Linked DNA regions of Gossypium arboreum: all the other regions are linked to region 3. Evidence: chromatin contacts called from public Hi-C data. All regions are on one chromosome and are shown on one strand. The core of a region is the stretch at or near the end of the contact, and the rest is flanking DNA. Distances in the headings are between cores, read along the strand shown.

The links. Hi-C and Micro-C count contacts between places; a contact is called where the count stands out from the background.
Region 1: a contact with region 3 is called in a Hi-C map of leaf, with 6 times the contacts expected there. The contact joins the promoter of LOC108469034 here to the promoter of LOC108470152 in region 3. A contact is called at or near these places in 2 of 5 Hi-C or Micro-C datasets (both in leaf).
Region 2: a contact with region 3 is called in a Hi-C map of leaf, with 4 times the contacts expected there. The contact joins the enhancer-like site here to the promoter of LOC108470152 in region 3. A contact is called at or near these places in 2 of 5 Hi-C or Micro-C datasets (both in leaf).

Annotation. Positions count from the first base shown.
Region 1 is chr8:36,127,733-36,131,124 of ASM2569848v2, reverse strand. LOC108469034 reads right to left here and starts at 1,628. Exons shown (of 2, transcript XM_053018229.1): 1 at 948-1,628; 2 at 580-703. The coding sequence starts at 1,418. The coding sequence ends at 957.
Region 2 is chr8:36,031,260-36,034,466 of ASM2569848v2, reverse strand. No RefSeq gene overlaps it. Among protein-coding and RNA genes, the nearest start is that of LOC128279812, 37 kb to the left of the region's middle. Within about 2 kb of position 1,481, at least 1 of the 2 cell types and tissues checked has an H3K27ac peak or open chromatin away from gene starts, as enhancers often do. A contact at or near this core is called in leaf, where this site is marked.
Region 3 is chr8:35,873,031-35,876,744 of ASM2569848v2, reverse strand. LOC108470152 (protein TRANSPORT INHIBITOR RESPONSE 1) reads left to right here and starts at 2,438. Exons shown (of 3, transcript XM_017771398.2): 1 at 2,438-3,184. The coding sequence starts at 2,718.

The DNA.
Region 1 (3,392 bases), core at 379-2,878, 260 kb before region 3:
AATGAAGAGTGAAAATCTACTATTTTACCCCAACCCCTTGTTATTGCAGCAACCTTTGGTGTTTGAAAGTAAGTTCTCAGCTGCAATCATTTAAGTAGAAGGTTTTTAATCTCTATGAATTTAATGTGGAAACTCACTGAGTTGAAGGTTAGCTTCAACTGCAATGTTAGTTCAACATGCATTAAATAATAATAAAAAAATGTATAAAGTTGAAAAGATTTATTAAAATAATAAGGTGATTTTGTCTTTTTTAACCTATATTCTGCTTCCAATTCTATTAACCAAAACACTATAAAGAAGGCATGTAAATTTTGGGAATTATGTGATTTTAGAGTTGGGGTTCAATTCTAATCACTCTCCCCATTTTATAAAACAATAATAAAATCTAATGTCACTTAAATTCAAATTACTACCCACTCCCAATTCATATGTTTAGATTAACCAAATGTTTCACTTTTTTTTTTTTAGTGTTACCAAATAAATAACTTCAATTTTAGTTTTTGATACCAATAGATATTTTTATCAATATTTACAAATATTTATATTTATCACACACCATTATCAAAAAAAGAAAGTAAATCTAAAACTTACTGCATTTTTGTTACATTTATTCATAATTTGAATCCATATCAGAAAATGCCAGAAATATTCATTGCCTGGCTGCTCCACCTCTCCATTTCAGATTTGCAGCAAACTTTATTAACTGCAAAATTAAATTTATGAAAGAAATAAACATCTATTGATTCATTTGATTTTCTTTTCCTTATAAAATCATGTTTATATATTTACAATTAGCATCAATTTCAATTTTTTAAAAAATAACGAAAAACCTAAGAGGCGAAAGAACTAAAAAATATGGTGATATGTAACAAAAAGAAAAAGACGACTGATGAATGCTTGTTTAGCTAGCGAGAAAAAAAAAATAAGAACCAAAAAAGGAAGAAAACCCAGATTTTCTAGGAAGCCAAACAAGTTTCCCAAAAAAGCCTGTTCTTTTCCATCTCATTCATGGTTTCGCTTGAGTTTGAGTTTTCAGCTGATGAAGAGGATTTCTTTTCTTTCCCCACACCAACTCCTTTAATACGTTGATCATCCCTGCAACTTTTTTTATACAATTGAACCTCCTTTTGCTCCACCACCCCATCGTCATCGTCGTCATCATCTTCATCATTGACACCTTCAACAACATTTGCAAATTTGTTTTTTAAGCTACCACCAACCTCTCCAACACCATGAACAACATCAGGTGCAATATCACAGCTACATGACTCGGCATCATCATCATCACCATCATCATCGTGACTGATATCAACCATGGCTGGATCGGAACTACAACCAGATTCCGAATCGCCGGTGGCCTCGAAGAGCAAGAAAGAAGACACGTCAACAACTTTACTTCTTCTTCTTCGGATACCCATTAATAATCTGTAATTACCAAACCGCAAAAAACAAAACGGAAATTCAAAAGAAAATTTTTATTGGTACTGACTTTGGGTTATTTAAGCCTTTGCTATATACATCAGAAAGTTTCATAAGTAATAATTAAAAAATAAATAAAATAGAAGGAGGGAAGGGTGGGCTACTATTGCTATTGCTACCGTGTTTGACGCATTGGAAAATTTTATTATAATGAAAAAGAAAATTTTGGTTTCTAGAAGGAGATAAATATACGCTAACGCAACGGTTGATATTGATAGAATCACAGTTCAGACCAGAGTAGGCCAGGTCCCACCCTTCTAGAAGCTTAACAATCACATAAATATCAAATCTTCTAGAACCCCACGTTCCTAATTATATATTTTCTCTCATTTATTGTTTTTATTATTATTATGGCAGTTTCTTTTTTTGTTTTATTTAAAGAATAAAATACTTTTTAAAAATTACTTTATTAGGTTAATTTTTGAGAAATTTACAAGAATAAATTGATTTAATGAAAACACTTTTAGCTGAAAATATTTTCAGGTGAAATGTAGAAAAATACTTTCAACTAGAAACGCTTTTATCGTGTTGCTAATAAAATACTCTAAGTAGAACGCGTTTTTGCCAACTCATTTAAAAGCGTTTCCAGTTGGAAGCATTTTCCCCAATAGCAACCCCCCAATGGCTACTTTCCCCACAGTTAATTAAAATAGCCGTTGGCACTCATCACCCCCAACAACTACATTTTTCGAAACCCTATAAAACCCCCTTACTTTATTTCCACAAATTTCACTCATATATCTCTCAAAATTCACAAATCACTCTAAGAAATCTATCAAATTCTCTGTTAAATTCTTACTTCAATTTTATTTCTCTCTAAATTATATTTTTATCAAAATTATCTTAATATTTTTGCAAATAAATTTTTATTAAAATTAATTCTTATTTTTCAAGATTAGAAATGGATGGATCTCTAATCCATTTTGATGACAAGCACATTTTCGTTGATCAATTGCAAGTGGTAAGAATATTTTTTGATATATTTCAATGTTTAATTTTTTTGTTTCATTGTTATATTTAAATTTAATTTTTTTTCGTAAATGTGCGAAAGATTGAATTTTGGAGTGTTATATTCGTAATCTACCCACTCCTCAATCACCCTTGATTGAACTATACTTGAGGGAAACCGATTTTTCGCACATGGCCCTTGTAGGTTGGGGGTGTAAGTTGGACCCAACACTCGTAAGTGTGTTGGTGAAATGGAGACCGGAGATGCATACATTTTATCTTTCATGCGGTGAGTGTACTATCACTTTGGAGGACGTGTAGTTACAGTTGCGGTTATCGGTGGATGAGTCGGTAGTCACTGGGTCAATTCACGTGGCCGATTGGAGAGGTGCATGCGATGAACTTTAGGGTTTGGTTTTGGAGACGATTTATGAGGTAGGACCAAAATGAGTTGGTTAAGAAGAAACTACGAAGGGCTAGATGAGGATTTAGTTGAAGTCAAAAGAGAACAGCACGTTCGGGCGTACATCCTTCAAATTATCGGGGGTATCCTAATTCTAGATAAGTCACAAAATCTCATCCATCTAATGTCGCTGCTGAAACTTGTCAACTAAGAACTCAGTTGGGGGTCCGTTGTGTTGGCGATATAATACTGGGAAATGTGTCGAGCGATGCAATCATATAAAATTAAAATTGGTGTTTGCATTCTACTATTGCAATCATGGGTGCAGTACCAATTGCCATTTTTACTGTCCTCGAGTGGACTACCTATACACATTCTCACTCGTAACAAGGTAAAATTCATCAGATGATATGATGTCCATAATAAAATTAATTTAAATATTATTATGCTAACAAATTATTTCAATAGGTGGAACCATGGGTCGAGTTACATAGGATTATCGAATAAGCTGTGAGAAATATGACTTCTATTGGAAACGAATGTGTGAATTTATTTAAGTTTA
Region 2 (3,207 bases), core at 232-2,731, 160 kb before region 3:
ACATTTGATATATTCAACTGCACAACATTGCGATTAAAAAATTACAAGAAAAAATGTTCAAAATTTTCTTTCCTATTACCAGATTTTCTGGTCAACCAAACAAAAGGGATAAACTTTGTAAAACAACGCTCATCCCTTCATCTTTAGGCTTCCCATTGTTCTAATACTCCTACCAAACCTTACAATCTTAAATATCATATCAAATCTATACCCAACTTTACCAGACCCAAAAATCCATCATCACTTCGTCATCGAGCATTCATCGTTAAATCCACACCCAAAGTCAATTTTTTTTTTATATAGACACACTCAAACTCAATTTCACATTTTTCTTAATGAGGAAAAACGATCATGAAGCACCACTTAGCCTTAAGCATTTAAATCCCTCAGAGCCCTACACTTTGCCACCAAAATAAAACTTGTGATGTTTCTATAAGTAAAGGCTTTCTTATTTGAATCCCTCAACCAACTGTTTGATCATGGTGCTGGTTGGATTTGGTAGTGATTGATTCAAAAAAATTAATTCAAATGACTCGTTTAGCTTGATGGGGGTTTAAAGATGAAAAGGAAATATTTGTTCAAAAAATTTAAGAGAAATTGAAGGTAAAATTTGTTGAATTCCTAAAATATTTTGTTAAAAATTCATGAAATATTGATTTAAATCCTTAGCCAAATTCATATTTAAGCCTTTATGTTAATTTATATATATATTTAATAATTTATATTTTATGTCTTTTCATAATAAATTTGATATATTTTCAAGTTCTATTTTTTAATTTAAACTAAATTGACAAAATGTGCTTATATTGAGGTTAAATTTGTTGAAATTGTTAGAATTAAGAATAAATTGATGAGAATATCTAAAGTGTTAAAAGGCTAAATTTATTATATAAATCAAAAGATTGCCATGTCAACATTTTGTTTAGTAACCAAGACATTTTAATGGTGGAGTGACTAGAAATGACAATTAACCTAATAGGGTGACTAAATTAACAACAACAAAAAATTGGTGACCAAAATAAGAACACGTTAAAACTTGGGTGACTATCTGAGTAGTTTACCCTTTAAATTTTTTAGAATTATTAGTAAGAAAAACTTTAAAAGCATCAAAATGATATTTTAGTTATAGTTCAAAGGCTAAATTGATTATTAACTCTTTAAATTAACGTGTCACATCATCCTCTTAACGGGAGGTTAACGGATAAGTGACTAAAATATAATATTTTGATAACTTTAATGATAATTATGTAACTTTTAAAAGTTAAACAACTAAAATTTGATTTTAATAAAAATTTAAAGATAATTGGTATAGTTTGCCCAGTTATTTATTAGTAGAATAGGAACAGTCCAAGACTAAAAAACCCAAAAACGATATATAATAATTGGAAAACAAGGGTTCAAATGGCCCAAGAGCTCAGCTCCAAACAACATGGGCAAACTCTAGTTCCCAAATGGAAAGGGATCCAATCGGAGACCGTGTTTGTCAGTGAGAAACCTAAGGAACCAAACCCCACAATTGTGAGACAAAATGGGTAGGATACTCACTGCTAACAAAAGGAGTCAACGCCCACAAGTCCGTCGGATCGTATACAAGAGTATTTTGGGTTTGAGTTTGAATATTTAAGACTCTAAACTCAGTTTAATTCGACTTATTTTTTTGTTTTTAATATACTACATTGAGAAATATTTGTTCTACTACTAGTGAAATATTTAGGCTCCACGAGTAAGTTAGAAAGATAACAAGTGTTCAATAGAAATATAGTAAAATATTAAAAAAATACATATTATAAATTTTTAAGACTGCTTGTGGAATAAAAAAAATAAACTGTCAATGTACCAAATATGAACCGTATTACATTATATTATTTGTATCTATCATGTAATTTATAACACATAAAAGTTAAATTTATAGTAGCTTAAAATATGTCATAAGTTTCTATACTTTTCACAAATTTAGAATTTTGTTTCTATACTTTTGATTTCAAAATTTAAGTTCAATTATTAACGTTGCTAATTTTTTGTTAAATTTATTTGTGTGACATTTTGAAATTTAAAAAAAAACTTAGTAGTAATGTAACTAAAAGCATGATGTTGTAAGAACATGAATTAAAAAAATAATCTTAGTGTTAAGAGTTGGACTGAATTTTGAAATCTAAAATGTAAATGAGCTAGATTCCTAAAATGAAAGTATAAGGACTAAATTTTAAATTTATGATTAGTATAGGGACTTATGGCATATTTTAATTTTTATAGTAATATATAATACTATAATGTGAACATTAAAAGATAATAAATTGCTTATATATAAATTTTAAATAAATAAAATAAAATAAAATTATTAAATTAAAAATAATAATATGAATAGATTTAAAATAAGCTTAAATTAATTATTTATAAATATAAATCATATTTCAAATTAAATCGGGTTTAGATAAATATAAATTATGGTAATAAAATGCAAAAATCGGGCTTAAATCCAACTAGTAGGACTTTTACTACTAATTATGGAATCTACAAAAATAATGAAAATCTTAAGAAAAAGATTGGATGTAACTATTATTAGCCCATCTAACTAGTGGGCCTTGAAAATGGGTAAGCGGAAAGGATGATACAGTTAGACCTCAAAACATAAAAGTTGGTTGGCTTATCGAATCTTATACAACACTAGATTTTATCAGATACATGACCTAATCGTATTGAAATTATATTTATATAAAAAGCTAATTAATAAGTTAGTTATAAGAACAGCCATAAAGTTTATTTTTGAATAAATTTTTGTTAGGTAATGAGTGTGGAATCCATCAAAATTAATTATTTTACTCTTAAAAATATATTAAAATCAATAGATAGGTGAATCCCATTGAGACAGAAATAATCAGATTTGTTAAAATATCTTTTGGCTAAAAGAAAAATAGTATTTAAACGGTTGCAAAAATAGTAAATAAAATGTAGAATCATGTAAAATAATATTTTAAAATAAAATAGATTTAACCAAATCAAAAAAGCTCTTCCCTCATGTACCAGGTTAGTTTCAGAATTTATGATGATTAGCTCATAATTTCTAACTTCATGATAAGCCCGTTAAATTAATTGAGTCTAATCAATGACTAGTCGTAAATTAATTGCAAGAAAAGTCTAACAATTACTCTTATCAAATCAACAACATTAAGAGTAGCTCCTATAGATTAATTCCTTGACAACCTTGCA
Region 3 (3,714 bases), core at 1,189-3,688:
CATTAGGTATGGTGAGATGAAGGATTGACGGGTGTTGGCAATAACTCTTCTTTGCATATTCTAGGAATTGTGCAAGCCTATACATGACATGGTATTTTGGTGAAGCTAAGTTGGGACTATACTCTTGATGATTTTGCGAGCTCGAGTTTCTCCCAATGATGTATATCTTTTGTTTATTTATCATCTTTTAGATTTTCATTAAAAAGACGGTATTGTTTCTAATAATTATTGAAATCTAGTCTTTATGCTTCTAATTCTAGGAATTTAGTGTTTTTATTTGTATGGTTTAAAAATTAGGTCCAATTAGTAATGCTATAAATGAATTTCCATTGAACCGAATACAAGACATTTTAATATCTAAAGGTTTAATTTGAAAATTAAAATTCAATTGATAAAACATATTAAAATTTAATACAAGTCAAAGTAACAATGTTATCCAAATTCTTAAATAAGAAAATATTGAAATTAAAATTAAAAAGATTAAATTATAAAAATCTAAACAATAAAGGGATTGGAGCTGTAAATAGACCTTTTAAAATAACACTAAAACTAAAATAACCCAGAAAAAGATTGCAATTTAGCACCAAAAATTAAATGTAGAAGAAAAAAATTAATTAGTGTTAGGAATACAAAGAAGTCAAGGCTAAATCAGTGGTGAAATCTTGAAAAATGCTGATCCTCTTTTTGACAACCCATTACACCAAATCACTAATACAAGACTAATACCCAACTATCCAGCCTAACTTTTGAATCTCATAATAATACTATTGTACCATTTATAAAAAAATATTTAATTTTCTTCTTTAACAAAATAGATAGTTAATTTGTTTAGCTTTATTTATTAAATAGTTTTCATATTCTCAAAAATTCAATTTTAAAGAAATTAAATTGGAATAAAATAATAGGAATTCAATAAACACAGACTCTCTTCAATCACACTGTTCCTAATTTGGTAACCCTAAAATCAGGTAACATTCCAACTTTTGCAAGCAACTTAACACATGTTTGTCACTTGGAAACGTGAGATAAGGAGCCTTCAACTTAACCAATGATTAATATATGAAAAGCAATAAGGAGTTTTTTTTTTTTGGTTTTGTTTTGTTTTAAAATATGGGGTGTTGGAATACGTTTAATTTAATGTAAAAAAAAGAAAAAACAACGTTTATAACATTTATTTACACAAAATTATATATATACATATATATATATGCTGTGTTTATTATTTGGTTAATGTATGCAAATGAAAATACAACTCTTTATCTCTTCAGCAAATATTGGCGAAAAAGAATGAATCATTATTGTTTGTAATAAGGAGTTTGTTTAGTTTAATTGAAGACTAAATATAGAAGTGAATAATAATGGGCATGATTATCCCATATCCCATGAAGTCAAAATAGAAACAAAATATTATCCATCTCCTCATTATGGCCTCTGGTAGACAATACAATGCACTTTAATATTTCTTATGTGTTTTAATAATTAACATCATTACTTTTTAAGTTTTGATATTTCAGTTCTAATCATTTTTTATTTTGAATTAATCAAAATTGAGAAATCTCAATCACAGTGTTTATGACTTTTTGTCATTATTATTATAATAATATTTTATCCCTTTTATTGTGGTCCCCGCATATCGAGATCCCTCCGATCCAGCCGTGTTACGCGCAACATGGGATTCATTGCACCACCACTCTCCCCTACACATCACCACATTTTATCAGCCCTCCGCGTATCAATATCTCGTCGTTCCATCTCCTTCCCGATATATTCCTCAAAAATCTCGTTGAACATCTGCCCCTACACGCTCTTCCATACACCCGTTTTCTGCGGCTCCGCTTTGTTGCCGACGGATAAGATCTCCCCTTCACACCGTCCATCATATGGCCCGCATCTCTCCCCCACCACGTGTCTCTATCTTAAACGTCCATTAGTTATCCCCACAAAAAATTGATACCCTCATCTTTCCTTTCGCTATAATTCTGATTTAGTCCCCGGTAATACTAAAATTTGACATTTAATCATTTTATTTTATTTTTAATTTGATATGATTTGTTATAAATTTTTACAATATCACCCTAATTGGCTATCTTTTCCTATCACTTGGCTTCTTACTGGTACTTTTATAATGTTATTAGTGTATTTAAATTCGATAAAATTGTTTGTTGATATTGTTGAAGTGTTAACGTGAACTTTTTTTTGTATTATATGATCATACAATTTATATCACATAAAAATTCAATCAATAATGTTTAAATCCTTTAAGAGATAAAGTAACAATTGAGGTTTTGAATTTGGATTTACTAATAAAGTACAAAGTTATGTAAAAAATACATAGAAAGATAAATTTCAAAATTTCAACATACTAAAGGGACTAAACCTAGAATTAGACCTAATTTGACATGACATATTTAACCATTGTTAAAATCTAACCACCCTTCTCAACACATCAATAAAAATTCTTATCCTCTCTCACCTTGTATCTGTCATATCACTTCACTTTCTCTCTCTTTATAGCTCCTTAACCTCTGCTCTCACTGTAAGCTTCATTAATGGCGTTTCAGATCTGAAAATGAACTCTAAAGCTTAAGAAAACCCCAATCTTCGGCAAACCAAAAGGCAAAAAAGAGTATCTTCTTTTGTATATTTTTAATCCAAAAAGGCTTAATTTCTCTTCGCGTGTGTGTGTGTGTTTTGTTTCTCTTTCTCGATTTTTCAAAATGCAGAAGAAAACGGCGTATTCGTTCCCCGACGAGATTTTGGAGCACGTGTTCTCGTTCATACAATCGGGCAAGGACCGGAACGCAGCGTCGGTGGTGTGCAAATCGTGGTACGAGATCGAACGGTGGTGTCGGAGGAAGATATTCGTGGGGAACTGTTACGCCGTCAGCCCTACGATGGTGATCAGACGGTTCCCGGATATCAGATCCATTGAGCTAAAAGGGAAGCCACACTTCGCGGACTTCAATCTGGTACCGGACGGTTGGGGCGGGTACGTACTTCCATGGATATCGGAAATGGCTGGAGCCTATCCATGGCTCGAAGAGATCCGGCTTAAGCGAATGGTTGTCACGGACGAGAGCCTGGAGCTTGTTGCTAAGTCGTTTACGAATGTGCAAGTGTTGGTGCTCTTTTCTTGTGAAGGGTTTTCAACTGATGGGCTCGCTGCCATTGCTGCTAGCTGCAAGTGAGTTTGATAAACTCTTTTTTACTTCGTTTGTTTGGCTTTTACTTTGCTTTTCAATTAGACAAAGAATTGAACCTTGGGTCTTTGTTAGATTCAATTTTTGTTTTTGGTTTTAGCTACATTTCTGTTTTCTTTGTGATTTTTGAGAAGGGTAGAGTTTTGTTCACTTCAAATGCCCCTTTCCCCCTAGGATTCCTTGTTCTTGTTTTCTATACCTAGATTCTTTTTCGGGGGTTGTTTTCCAGATTTTAAACGGTTATTTCTGGGAAACGTGGGCTTTGCTTTTGCTGTATAAACGATGAATAATATATTTTGTAAATTGAGGATGTAGGGACTGATTTTCCAAGTTGGTACTGCAGATTCTTATGGTATTTCTTTTTTCAAAATTTTTCCTTTTTTTATCCTTCTTTGTATGTTATTTTAATTCCATCTTGGGATTTGTTTGTTTTTTGTTCCTAGATTAGAACTTTATTTTCTTGTATGGTTTGAGCAATTAGATGCTTAAAGAATATGCAAATTTCTTCTCTTGT